Regions from separate parts of the Mus musculus genome. Here regions 1 and 2 are each linked to region 3. Evidence: chromatin contacts called from public HiChIP or PLAC-seq data. All regions are on one chromosome and are shown on one strand. Each heading gives the region's core, a stretch centred on a gene start, on an enhancer-like site or on the middle of the called end of the contact. The rest is flanking DNA. Distances are from core to core; before and after follow the strand shown.

The links. HiChIP or PLAC-seq counts read pairs in DNA pulled down with a chosen protein or histone mark.
Region 1: a contact with region 3 is called in a FOXA1 HiChIP or PLAC-seq map of pancreatic cancer cells. The contact joins the enhancer-like site here to the promoter of Tmem245 in region 3. A contact is called at or near these places in 2 of 39 promoter capture datasets (frontonasal cranial neural crest and maxillary cranial neural crest), 3 of 115 datasets of contacts at active chromatin or transcription factors (embryonic stem cells and pancreatic cancer cells) and 1 of 9 other capture datasets (embryonic stem cells).
Region 2: an H3K4me3 HiChIP or PLAC-seq map of the 230-238 cell line shows a contact between it and region 3, with 15 read pairs. The contact joins the enhancer-like site here to the promoter of Tmem245 in region 3. A contact is called at or near these places in 1 of 484 Hi-C or Micro-C datasets (brown adipocytes), 2 of 115 datasets of contacts at active chromatin or transcription factors (the 230-238 cell line and embryonic stem cells) and 2 of 9 other capture datasets (liver and pancreatic islet).

The regions. Positions count from the first base shown.
Region 1 is chr4:57,201,083-57,205,590 of GRCm38.p6, reverse strand. Ptpn3 (protein tyrosine phosphatase, non-receptor type 3) reads left to right here. Exons shown (of 26, transcript NM_001384115.1): 22 at 538-684. Among named protein-coding and RNA genes, the nearest start is that of Gm12530, 31 kb to the right of the region's middle. Within about 2 kb of position 2,705, at least 104 of the 459 cell types and tissues checked have an H3K27ac peak or open chromatin away from gene starts, as enhancers often do. A contact at or near this core is called in embryonic stem cells and pancreatic cancer cells, where this site is marked.
Region 2 is chr4:57,121,136-57,125,439 of GRCm38.p6, reverse strand. The region is part of intron 1 of Epb41l4b (erythrocyte membrane protein band 4.1 like 4b); the gene reads left to right. Among named protein-coding and RNA genes, the nearest start is that of Epb41l4b, 20 kb to the left of the region's middle. Within about 2 kb of position 2,184, at least 25 of the 459 cell types and tissues checked have an H3K27ac peak or open chromatin away from gene starts, as enhancers often do. A contact at or near this core is called in the 230-238 cell line, liver and pancreatic islet, where this site is marked.
Region 3 is chr4:56,944,716-56,948,880 of GRCm38.p6, reverse strand. Tmem245 (transmembrane protein 245) reads left to right here and starts at 1,452. Exons shown (of 18, transcript NM_001369260.1): 1 at 1,452-2,036. The coding sequence starts at 1,470.

The DNA.
Region 1 (4,508 bases), core at 1,456-3,955, 260 kb before region 3:
ATATTAGTGTCCCTCTGCCTCTAAGTCAAAGAAACACTTCCTCCGTATATACATATATATATACATATACGTGTGTGTGTGTGTGTGTGTGTGTGTATTATAACCCAAGAGGAGTAAAAGAAAAGGTTGGCCTGTTGTGGAGACATATTCATCATGGACAGCTTACTTGATTAGATTTCTCCACTTAAAGCCAGAAGCAGCAAACTGTAATCGACCACACTGAAAACTACCCTTAGCTAGCCAGGCAGCAGAACTGGCCGCTCGGGCCCTCATGTGCTAAACCATGACTTTGCAGAAGTACCCTCTGTAAAAACTGGTTCTCTCAGAAGTCTCACTCACTGCTCTGTCACATTATGGTGAAATTTGGAAGCGGCTTTTTGCTGCACCTTTTTTTTTTTTTTCCTTTCTGACTGTGAGTGGATAAGATCTTTTTCTGGTAGGATTCAGCTAAGCTATTAGGAAGGTGTAAACGGAGAGTCCTGCTCACCTTCGCCAGTGAACAGTCTAACGATAATAACCTTCCTGCTCTCCCAACAGATGGAGATGCCCGCTGCTAACCTTGTGAACAAGTACATTGCCACTCAGGGACCGCTGCCAAACACCTGTGCACAGTTTTGGCAAGTTGTCTGGGATCAGAAGTTGTCTCTTGTTGTCATGCTGACGACTCTCACCGAGCGAGGGCGGGTAAGTGGCTTCCTTTCCAGTTACCGTGCCATTGGGGAACATGAGTCTCAGGGCTGGAAAGGGCCTCCTACCGACCTATAAATCTCCAATGGACACCTGCAGTGATGAGAAAGTCCTCTTCCTGCCTACGTCCTCACATACATCTATGAAACCCCTATGTCGCCTGTGTCTCTCCCTGCCTGTGATCAATGTCTCATCTCACACAATTAAGACTGTAGTCTGCCGAGGCAATGTCTCTTCCCTCTGATATACATGCCCTTGGCTCCTGGCATCTTTATCCAACACTGGGCTGGACTGGGCTGACAACATAGTTCCTCCTGAGTAAGTTATTAGGCTGTCTGAATCACTTTCTTGAATGTGTAGTAGAGATGGTAACAGCGCCCACCACATTGGGAGGACTGGGGAAAGCTGGAAAGTATATATAATGAGCTCAGAGGACTACGGGTTTCCAGTGTCCCCCAAACGTCATCATCATCATCGTTGGAGTTTAGCGCTTTCAGATGCCTCGCTTCTCTGCTGTAGCCTTGACTCCCAGCTTCTTGTCACTCACAGATTAGCCAGAGTCTCTTCTCATCCCACAAATCAGGATAGAAAACTGTAGTGCCCAAGGGACAGCAGAAATCTCTTCCTGAATGCTGGTTCTCTGAGGCACTGAGAGGATGCTTCGAAGGGTGCCTGCTAATCCTAGCATCTGTTCTTACCTCCCCGGTTCCCATCTTGCCTACCCCCTCATCGTGAGAGACTGTCTGCAGTGCAGCTGGAATTCCCATGCTCTCCAGCTCAGCTCGGATCTTTGTCTGAAAGCCTCATTCTTCTCTGGTTTTGTTTGAATAAGAGGTGGAGTTGCTGGGCCCTGTTTTGAACTTAGAGACTCCCAGCTCCCTAAGCTAGCTCACAGGACTGCACCCTCTGTTTTCCTAAAGTGCCTCCGTCCATCAATCAGGTTACTTGGCATTGTGAGTAAGAAGGTGGACCCGCCAGCCAGCCAGCCAGGGTCAGTCCCCGCTGTCCCTTCTACCTGTGTGATTAAGAAAAATATCACCCATTTCTCAGGGCTGTGGGGCACTGAGCTGGCTGCTACGGGAAGCCTCTGAAGAGTGCTTGGTACATGTTCATTTTGTTGTTGTTATTGCTATTATTTGTGTGGATTTTGTTTTGTTTGGGGGGAATGAGTTTTACTCTATACACCAAGCTGATGTTAATCCTCCTGTCTCAGTCCTCTCAGGTGCTAGAAGAGAACACATGTGCTGTCACACCCAAGTGATCACCATTAATGCTGTACACATGTTAGCCAGCAGTCCCAATAGCATCAATTTGGATATACCTTAATGACTGCATTTGTTTCATAGTTTTAGTTTCTTCATACTAACTTTTTTTTTTTTGCTTTAGTGTTATTAACGTTTATTTTCTTAGTGTTTCTTAGACATAAATCCAGTATCGTTTGCCAAAGGTAAAAGTATGTGTAAAAGTCTCAAAAAGAGCTAAACAGAGCCAAGCACGATGGCAAACACCTGTAAGCCAGCACTTGAAAGGCAGAAAGAAGTACAGGGATCAGGAGTTCAAGGCCAACGTCAGCTACATTGAGACTTCTTTTTCTCAAAGTGCACCAACAAAACAAATGTAAAACCTTGTTCGGAAAGCCCAGGTGTTCTTCTCTCCTAAGCCCTGCCCCTGAGGCCAGCAACACTGATCTCGTTCCCTGGTCTGTGTTGTGAAAACAGATCACAAGTGTCAGGTTTGGAATGTTCAAGTGGCCCTAGACCCAGGCGCAGGCTTCCTTGGTGACACAGTGAGTCACTTGACATGCACAAAAAAAAAAAGAATCTGTCCCCATATCTGGCAGTCTCTGATTCTAGTGTGTTATTGGTCACAGATATTCTGTGCTCTGTCTGCCTTTACTCGGCCTTGTATTCTGAAACTTCGGTGCTCAAACATCACATTTCCTCAGGAGCAGTGTGTGGAGCTGACTCTCTGCTGTCCCCTGAGGTCTTGGAGCTCACGATGCAATTCTTCAGAGCTGACACCCGAATCCACCCAGTGACTCAGCACCAAGGCTGGCTTGCTGGTGTCAGGCTGCTTGCTGTTTGATAGTTCACTCTCCCCTTTCCAGTTAGACAGTCATTCTTTTCAGAACAGGGTGCCCCTGAAGGAATGCAGGTGACAGATTCGCTGCCCAGTGGCAACCCCAACTTCCCTTGATTTGCTTGTTCCAGGTCAGGGAAGAAAAGCTTTTTACGAGAAACCTTACCCTCATCCATTGCTCTTCCAGGGCCTGCCTCTCCAGCTCCCGGCTGCAGCCGCTCTTTCCTGTCATCTGAGTTCTCCTTGTGACCCAGCCTGTTTCTCTGTTTCCCAGTCTTTTCTTCTTACTGTAACTTCATCATGCATTTGAGAGTTCCCATGAGGCCTGCCCATCCCTTCAGCATCTCTGGCCCTGCCAACATTTTAGAAACCTGTTCTTCAAAAATCCCGGGTGCCTGCTTCCCTCTCCGGTTACAGATTTTCCGGTGACCTGTGCCCTCTCTCCTCAGCCCCAGTCCACGCCCACTTCCGACTCAGTCATTCCAGGTGAATGGCTTTGCCCCTCCTTTGATGTAAGATCAACTTTCCAGGACGTCCTGTTTGTTGCCCCTATGCCATGCCCTAAGTGGGTCTCCCAGTAGGCTCACACTAGAGTCCAGTGCCCTTCCTGTGCTGCCCTGAGTCGTAGGGAGCCAGCCCCCTGAAGAGTCTGCAGAGCCTGCAGGGTCACTGACCCAGGTCCTTATTTTGGTTAGGTTCTCTGTCGACTACATGGGGGTTTCTTCTTAGATGGATCGCTTTTCAGTTGGGAAAGCCAGTGCCTTCTATCAGATGTCTGACCCCATCCCACCCCACCCCCTGCCTTTGGAGGAGCTATATTTTATACCTACACATGAATAATGTGTATAATCTTCCTTTCCATCCCACCAGTCAGTTGACGCACAGGCTTTGAATAGGACTGTAAGGCTCCAGTTCCCACGCCGCCACAAAGCACAATGCCTATATCTCTTGGGTGGTTCTGAGTACTGGGATGAATTTCTAGGGACTAGGCTCCCAGAGTCCCACTGTCTCGCTGGACCAGAGGCAGTGGGTTTGCTCTGAGTAGCAAGCAGTAAAGCCCACGACTACCATGAGGCTACCAAGAAGAGGTCTGGGGTAGCACAGACCTCCTTCCTGCTCTCTATGTGCTTGAGAAGGTGCACAGGTAGGTTAGATGGATGGCTCCCTCCCCGTGGAACTTATTTCTGAATCTGGTTAGTTTCCTGGTGCCCTTCGGTGTCCTCCTGGAAGGTTCGACCCCAAGTCCAGCTGTTTGCTTTCTGCTTGGACACATCTACCTAGTGCTGTCCTGTAAGAGGATCCCAAAGCCACCACCCTAGCCCCTCGTGTGCACACATGTGCACATATGCAGCCCAGCTACATGAGCCCACGTCTGAGCCACAGGCACACATCCACTTAAGTACTTATGCCAGCCATCTGGAGCAGGTCTTAGCTCTCCTTTCTCTTCAGTTCATCCACTCACTGTTTAATGCCATTGGCACACATGACGCCCACTGTGTCCCTCTTGTCCCTGCCTAATCCCAGAACCTTCCTCTTTGTCTCCCACGGCAAAAGCAGCAGCTCAGTCGTCCAGTTTTCATACACTAGTCCATTCACATTTCCTTCAGCTGGGCCTTGCCAGAGGGTTGGTTGGTCCAGCATTTCCTGCCCTGCCCTGTATGCCCTGTATGGCTTATAGATGCACAGAGCAGAATGTTGCATGGTCCCAGACCAACTTGTATCCTTTGTGTGGCTCTGCTGAG
Region 2 (4,304 bases), core at 935-3,434, 180 kb before region 3:
CCTGGCAAGTTGCTGAGGTTGAGAGCTCAGGAGGAGAACCCTTTAAAGAAGGGGTCACTGGATCTTTGTTTTTGTAAAGGTTGATTGTATGTGTGTGTGTGTGTATGCACGTGCATGCATGTGTAATTTTTTTTAAGGTGCCACAGCCCCATGGTACCTTTATTCCTTGTTGGTTTACATGAGGCCAGCACAAAAGACCAGTAGGTCAGGCCCCTAAGGAGAGATCTAGGAAGATTTGAATAGGTACTATAGCCAGGAGGAGATGGGGCACAGCCATGGCGGACCTTGTGAGATACTCTCCCTGCCATGCCCAGAATACCTGAGCATGGGTGTAGTGTCACTGTCACCAGCTGGTATAGGTGATGAAAGAGAGGCAGTGCCAGCCAGGCAGTGGTGGCACATGCCTTTAATCCCAGCACTTGGGAGGCAGAGGCAGATGGATTTCTGAGTTCGAGGCCAGCCTGGTCTACAGAGTGAGTTCCAGGACAGCCAGGGATGCACAGAGAAACCCTGTCTCACAAAAAACAGAAACCAAACCAAAGAGGCAGTGCCTACTCTTTGCTTTGTTGCCTTACCTTATACATGGAAGGAGTCAACACTTTCCAAGGAGAGAGAAAAAGCGTGCAGGCATTTGTCGAATGGTGCCGTGTACACAGAATCAAGCCAGGTACCAGACAGAGTCAAGACTGAATGAGAGGGGTATATTTCCCCAAATTACTGGCAAGTTAGTGAGAAATGGTGCCTTCCACGATTGCAGAGAACGCTTTGGGTTTTATATAGTTTTACCATGAATTGCTGAGACACAACACAGGAGGGGAGAAAGAGACCATGAGAGGCCACCTTGCTTTTCTGAGGATGGCAGAAGCCAGCTCTGTCAGAGCACTGGGACAGATGCTGTGGACACAGCAGGAACAGAAACTGGAGTCTGTGACATAGACACAGGGAAGACAGCCTGGCTCTAGCAGTTCATTAAGAGCCATGCCTCTGAGTCCCAGTGGGGATTAGACTTCTCTGAAACACGGATTTCAAGGCTTCCTAGGTATTTATAGAGGTAAGTACAGGAGAGGTGACAGAGACATGTAGATGCCAGCTTGGCTTAAGCTCCATCTTGTCTTCCTTTTGTTTTTTCTTTCTCTCTCTTTCTTTCTTTCTTTCTTTCTTTCTTTCTTTCTTTCTTTCTTTCTTTCTTTCTTTCTTTCTTTCTTCCTTCCTTCCTTCCTTCCTTCCTTCCTTCCTTCCTTCCTTTCTTTCTTTCTTTCTTTCTTTCTTTCTTTCTTTCTTTCTTTCTCCCTTTCTTTCTCTCTCCCTCTCTCCCTCCCTCCCTCCCCCCTTCCCTCCCTCCCTTTCCCTCCTCCCTCCCTCCCTCCCTCCCTCCCTCCCTCCCTCCCTCCCTTTCCCTCCTCTCTCTCTCTCTCTCTCTCTCTCTCTCTCTCTCTCTCTCTTTCTTTCTTTCTTTCTTTCTTTCTTTTTAAAAATAGGACATAAATATCATTGTGTTGCCCAGGCAGGCCTGGAATTCCTGGGCCCAAGTGGTCATCCTGCCTCAGCCTCCGCGCCTGGTGTGTACCACTGTGCCAAGCTCAAAATGAATTGTGAAGATGCATTTTGGTATTCATGCCCGTGATACTGAGTGCAATTAACCTCACTGGAAAGGGGAGCCTGTGCTTCCATTTATATGCGGGTCTGAATGGGCAGAACTCATCTGTGGAGGAAGCAAGTCAGAATAGCTGCTGCCTCTGGTAGATGGAGGAGGGAGGGTCACACAGATGTTTCCATCTGTCACACAGCTCAGATGTGTGCATTTCTATAGAAACACTACTTAGAATTCTTAGAATTCGTCCCAAAGAATTCTTTTAAATCAGTGAAGGGCCAGGGGAGGAAAAGATGGCATGGAACAGTGACCATGGCTAAAGCCAAGGGGACAGGTGTCTATATTCCATTGACCTTTTGTCTGAGACTGGCCATGATGTAAATTTTTTGTGTGTGTGGTGTAAATAGAGGCAGTTGATTAAGAAAGGGAAAACACAGCATCCCTAAGGGTGGCCGTGGGCTAGTGAGCAGGGAAGACAAACACGGAAAAGCCGGTGGGGAGCTGTAAAATAAACAGCCTCTCCAGTCCTCTGTTGACCCCGCCTTCCTGGAAACCTGTCTGCTGTTCCGAGTCTTCCTGGCTGTCATCTGCGTTTGCTTGTTTCCTGCTTTCCTGGGCACTGAGAACCTTGGCTTCTCCCACTGTCCTCTGGCACTGGCCAGTCTTTTGCCCATCCCTGTTATCAGGAAACAGACCCTCCCTTCCGCCGACTTTGACCGCTGAGCCACCCATCGTCGAGTCTCCTTATCTCCTCCCTGTTCTCTGTCCCAGGTCTTTCTCTTCTGTGGGTGAGCACACAAAGGGGGAATTCACTGGATCTCATTTCTCTTCCTTCTGCAATTGTAAAGTGCCACCTGTGCCTTTGTTCACGGATGCAGGCCGGGCTGGGAGTCCAGGGTGCTCTCCCCGCACTTGCACTCCAGTGAAAGATAAACACCCTGTGATTCTCTAGGTATGGGCTTCAAAGCAGACACAATAAATCTGTGGTGCTGAGGGAAGGAAGGAAGGAAGGAAGGGACGAAACCTGTGAAGAGGCACAAGGAAGCCTCCAGCAGGTCGAAGTTAAACTGGGGAAAGTCCTAGAGGGTGGCTTCCCAGGCTGTCTACACTGGGGAGTGCCTTAACTGGACCTGTCCATTTTCTATGGATGTCACACTTGAGTCTTTTTTTTTTTTAAGGCAACTAAAGGTCTAAGCAAGGTCTTAAAACAATACTAACCATTTTATATAAAAATTTGTATTTCTAGATTTTCATCAAACACTGGGAAAACGTGATATGTACTCTGCCTTGCCTCAGAGTGGTGAGCCCGTCCCATCCCTTGGTGATCAATTTTTGGTCTCTGCAGCATCCATTAGAAGTTGCTCAGAATGTGTGACAACCCTGTTATCGATGTTCCCCTTCCTTTGCACACTCTAAGTTTCTTAGAAGGCATGGGATTGGGACTGGTTCAAGTCTGGTTTGGTGCCAGAGCCTTGGGGACTCGTGCCTTTCCAGGTGTGTTCTGCCCCAGCTAGTGGAAGTTGAGGTTAGTTTATGACCAACCTGGGCAGTTACTATATTTGTTCTTAGGTGTTTGGTTCTGTAAATAATTTCCTACATGTGCATTCTATTTTAAAGGAACATTTCACAATAGTCCTGGTTCAAGTTCCTGGCCTGCTTGGCATTCCATTGTCCCTCACAAAAATGCATATGTGAGTGGGCTGTATTTCCCCCCACTTAATGGCTGGGCAAAGCACACTTTGGTATGGTGGACTTACAGCCAAGGCCTTAATCACAGCAGCTCACGTTAACTGCAAACCATATGCCTGGGGAGACATTTTGATGCCTCTCTTGCAGACCCAAACCTGAGGGGAGACTGAGTCCCACACCTTCCTTTTCTCCATGTGAACCTGTATGAGCTTCTCCTCTGTGCTCGGCCACTGGACACTAAGCTTCATGCCTAGCTCCTCCCGCCTCCCTGCAGACAGGCAGTGACTTCTCCTCTTTTTGTTTTTGTTGTTGGTTTGTTTGTTTGTTTGTTTGAAACAAGCTGTCCCTCTGTAGCCCTGGCTGACCTGGAACTTACATCGTACACCAGATGGGCCTTGAACTCATAAGAGATCCACCTGCCTCTGCCTCCTGAGTGCTAGGATTAAAGGATTAAACCATACGTGGCTACTTTTTTTTTTAAGATTTATTTATTTATTCTTATTTTATGTGTTTGGCTGTGTGGAAGTACACCACATGTGTAGCCGGTGGCTTTGGAAGCCAGAGAGGGTAGAGGATGCTCTACAGCTGGAGTCACAAGAAGTTGCCAGCTGCTATGTAGGTGCTAGGGACTGAATCTGGGTCCTCCGCAAGAGCAACAAGTGCTCTTAACAGCTGAGCCACCTTTCTAGCCCCTGCATTAAAAACAAAAACAAAAACCACCCCCTAAGGCCCCAAATAGCATGAACAACAAAATTATGGAGTCACCACCCCGCCCCCAAAAAAGAAAGATCAAAAGTTAAAACCCATCTTTAAAACCAGCTTCGTTTATGTGTGCCTGCATCCGATGAATGGATAAAGATGCCCCAGTTATAGTCTTAGGACTTTTGGAAATACAGGTGGTATTAAAGGAAAAGTTTCCTTGACTTTTCTCTTCATTAACCTTTAGAGCTGTTTACACACACACACACACACACACACACACACACACACACACACAGTGTAATTACTCTGAGTGTAACAATTG
Region 3 (4,165 bases), core at 203-2,702:
TGTTCTTTTTCCACAAGCACCCTGTAGTAAGAACTCTGATTTCCATTATCCCTTGCCAGAGAGAGCATTGCAGTGGGGAGCTTTGCTGACCTGACCCCCCAGGTACTAAAAGCAAAGAGTGGCTGTTTAACATTCTGCTATAGGTATTCTGAGGTATTTAGATTGCTCCCATACTGAGGCTCCTAAATCTGTATGAGGCACAAAAGGTTAATAGTCACAGCACATTATGGTTCTCTAAGGAACTTTACATGTGAGTATAAGAAAAGTTCCCTAGAAATTCAGCCATGATTACAGAGTCTGTAACATTTCAGCTGCTGCTGTAACCCAGGTGTCATCCATTAGGAATCTAGGAAGTGAGGAAGGCAAGGCTTGCCTTGTGTGAATAGTATTCTACCCAGCTGGAGGAAGAGGTGGAGCTCAGAGGTAAATTAGCAGGGATGGGAGGAAATAGGGCATTTCTCCGCGGCCCTCAGAGAGAGAGTGGAAGGGCTTACACGCTTAGGAAGACATGTGTGAAGCTCGGTATATATACACCGTTTTAATATCGTTTTCCTGAAGTCAGTCTTCATGTTTGTATCTACCCGTGTTGAATTAAATGGGACAATCACACAGTTTACCACTGATCTACACCCATAGCCTTTCAATAGATACTATCAAAGGGCTCCTAACAGGATCCCCTGTTCAGTTCAGTTAGCATAGACAGAAAAACTACAGAATAAGCGTCCACAGTGTTAACCTGCTTCACCTACTTGGAAGCTGTACGAGGCCAGGTACTTAATTTCTCTGCGCCCCTTGTTTTCTACAAAACAAGACTAGTAGCATCTCTGTAGGGGTGTTCTAAAGATAAAATGAGTTGGTAGGAGCCAAGCACCTAGACCAGGCAATAGCTACTTAAAACCCTGTCATATACATAAGAGAACACTTTAAAACGTGTTTAAGAGTGTGTATTATTCTTCCAAAGGACCTGAGGTCTATTCCCAGCATCCAAATAAGGCTGTTCACAACCTCCTGTAACTCTGTCTGTGGGGATTAGACACTTCTGGCTTCTTTGGTCACCCACACATGTTACATACACACGATTAAAAATAAGTATTTATTAAATAAATCAGTTAAACTAAGTCTGTGCATCAGTGTTTTTAGACATACAGCTTGTGTTTTCCATCTCTGAGTCTCTTTTGAGATCCTGTCTCCGGAAAAGTTGACATCAATTAAAGTATCCGCCCCCGCTCCCAACCCCATTTTCTTGGACCCCCTCAAAACTTGTTACCTGGTCCCTGTGGGACCATTGGGCCCAAGGGCGGAGGCATTTGCGTTCAGCCTCTTGGGAGTTGTAGTTTCCTTAGGTTCTGGCGCATGCTCCACCGCACGCTGGGAACTACAAAACCCACAAATCCTCGCTGCACCGCCCTCCTCCGCCTCGCGTTCCTCCCCCGCTCGCAGCCCCGCCCCTCGGTCCAGGCAGAGGCGCGATGGCCGACCGCGGCGGCCCTGCTGAGGCGCCCAGCCCGCGGGGCTCTCCCCGGCCAGAGTCCCGGGCCCCGCGCACGGTCGGGCCGGGCGAGACCCCGCGTACCGCGGCGCTGGCGCTGCGCTTCGATAAGCCCATCAAGCAGGCTTTCTACAACACGGGCGCCGTGCTGTTCGTGTGCCTGTGCTGCGGCGCCGCGGTGCTCGTGTACTTCATCCTCGAGGCCTTCCTGCGGCCGCTGCTCTGGGCCGTGCTGTGCGGCACTTTCCTGCACCCGTTCAAGAGCTCGCTCACGCGCCTGGGCCGCCTGTGGCTGCGGCGCCTGCACCGCGCGCACACGCCCATCGTGCTGGCCGCGCTGCTGCTGCCGCTCTGCTTCGCCGACTACGGCGTGGAGGCGCTGGGCGAGCAGGCGCTGCGCCGCCGCCGCCTGTTGCTGCTGCTGGGAGCGGGCGGCCCGCTGCTCTATGGGCTCTACTGCCTGGGCAGCTACCTGGGCGTGCAGGTGCTGCTGGCGCACGCGGGCGCGCTCATCTGCCGCGGCCTCGACTACTTCAGCAGCCTGTGGGTGAGTGAGATGGGGGAGTGCGTGCGAGGTTGGCGGGACCCGGGACGCCGCGACAAGGCGGCCAAAGGTCCTCCAGTGAGCGCCTTCCCACGGCCGAGGGACTTGGCGCGCTTCCTTCCAGAGAGGCGGGTGTGATTTGAAACCCGCCCTCCGCTAGGGAAAAGGTCCTTTGGCTGAGTTCAGTTCTTTCACCCTAGTTTGTGTGTGACTCTGGGCGCTTTCGAGAACTGTATTACTTATGTGGGGGCCATTGCGACCCGGTCTACGTTAGCAATGGACTGCGTTAAAGGAGAGAGATACCAGGTGTCAATCGAGGAACTTCAGAATTGGAAGGAATCGCAAAGATAATCTTAGAGGCGAATTCCTGACTCAGACTACGTCGCAGGCTGGTTAGTTCACATATTTATCGGGCAAGGTTAAAGTGAAGTGGTTATTTAATGCTTAAGAATCTTAAGAATGTTGGTTGGTAAACTACCACAGGGGCTAAGAATGCAACGCTGGAATAGCGAGATCCTAGACAGCGCGAGATCTAGCGTGTATACACCCCATACTATTTCACCTTTATTCACTTTGTTACTGAAAAAGTGAATATGCCCTGAGATTATTAACGTTACAAAGTAATTGCCTTTCTTTGCTAGAGCAGGTTTAAACTTGCCAAAGGTAGATTGCTAATTGGTCCCAGGATCATGAGGTCATCTCTTGGTTCTTGTTTAAAGTTGATTGAAGACATTGTCAGGTACTTTTCTTCGGGGTGTATAGGAGTACTTTTGCGGGGGTGGTGGTGCTGGGGGTGTCATGTGTGCTACTGAGTTGTACCTTCAGCCTCATAAATTAGCATATCCTAATGGAACAGACATACACAGAGGTAAGTGTACACTTCTCACAGTTGTGGGCCACAGGTTCAGTTAGTGTGACCGCCTTAAAGATGAATAGCTTACTGTCAAATCTGTGGCTGTCAAATCTGTTTGTGCTGGGGACCAAACCCAAGTGTTAGTGGGCTTGTGCTGTAGATACTGAGCTGTAGCTCCGCTCCTGTTGTTTACTCTTAAGTTAAATACAGGGGCCCGGAGGTTTTCCACTTGCTGCTCTTCCAGATGTCTTGAATTCTGCCCCTAGCCCCCATGTTGCATCACTGATAAGTCTCCTCTACTTCCAACTTCAAGAGCCCCAGCACCCTCTTCTGATTTCTCCAAGCACCTGCATACACATGAATGTTTCTTACCTATCCTTAAATAAAAATAATAAAAATAAATCTTTAAAAATAGTTTTTAAAAAAGGAAGCTAAAAGCAACTCAAGTTCACGCAAACTCATACATCTAATAAATTGTTGAAATTCCAAAAAAAAGTCAGAAAAAAAAAAGGAAGCTAAAATCAGTGTCCTTTTGTTGTTGAAGAAGTCAGTTTACGTGGATTAAATTCCTCGAATAAAAGACCATTATGTGTGTATAAGAAAAGTCCTCAAGAAATTCAGCCATGATTACAGATTCTGTAACATTTCAGCTGTCATCCATTCAGGTGTCATCCATTGAATCTAGGAAGTGAAGAAGGCAAGGCTTGCCTTGTGTGAATAGTATCCTTTCCAGCCAGAGTAAGAGGTGGAGCTCAGAGGTAAATTAGTAGGGATGGGAGGAAATAGGGCATTTCTCCTCGGCCCTCAGGGAGAGAGTGGAAGGGCTTACACACTTAGGAAAATACCTGTGAAGCTCAGTCTATATACCTGTTTAGTATCATTTTCCTGAAGTCAGTCTTCATGTTTGTATCTACCCGTGTTGAATTAAATGTGACAATCACACAGTTTACCATTGATCTACACCATAGCCTTTCAATAAATACTACTAAAAGGCTCCTAATACAGTAGTTTGGTCACAGTGATGGGAGAAAGGGAGATGAGGAGGGAGTTACAAAGCACAACAAGCCCATTATAAGAGACCGTTATGAGTGAATTAGAGCATGAGGACTAAGCTGAGCTGGGTGCCTGCAGGTTGAGCTTACCTGGCGACAGACAACTGTCAGAGTTGAGTTCTGCCAGTGCCGATAGGGGTCGGACGTGGATGAAGTGAGGCGTGTTAGCCTGCACCTGACACTGGTTGAAGCTACATGTAACCGGGCAGGGGCGTACCGTAAGTTTT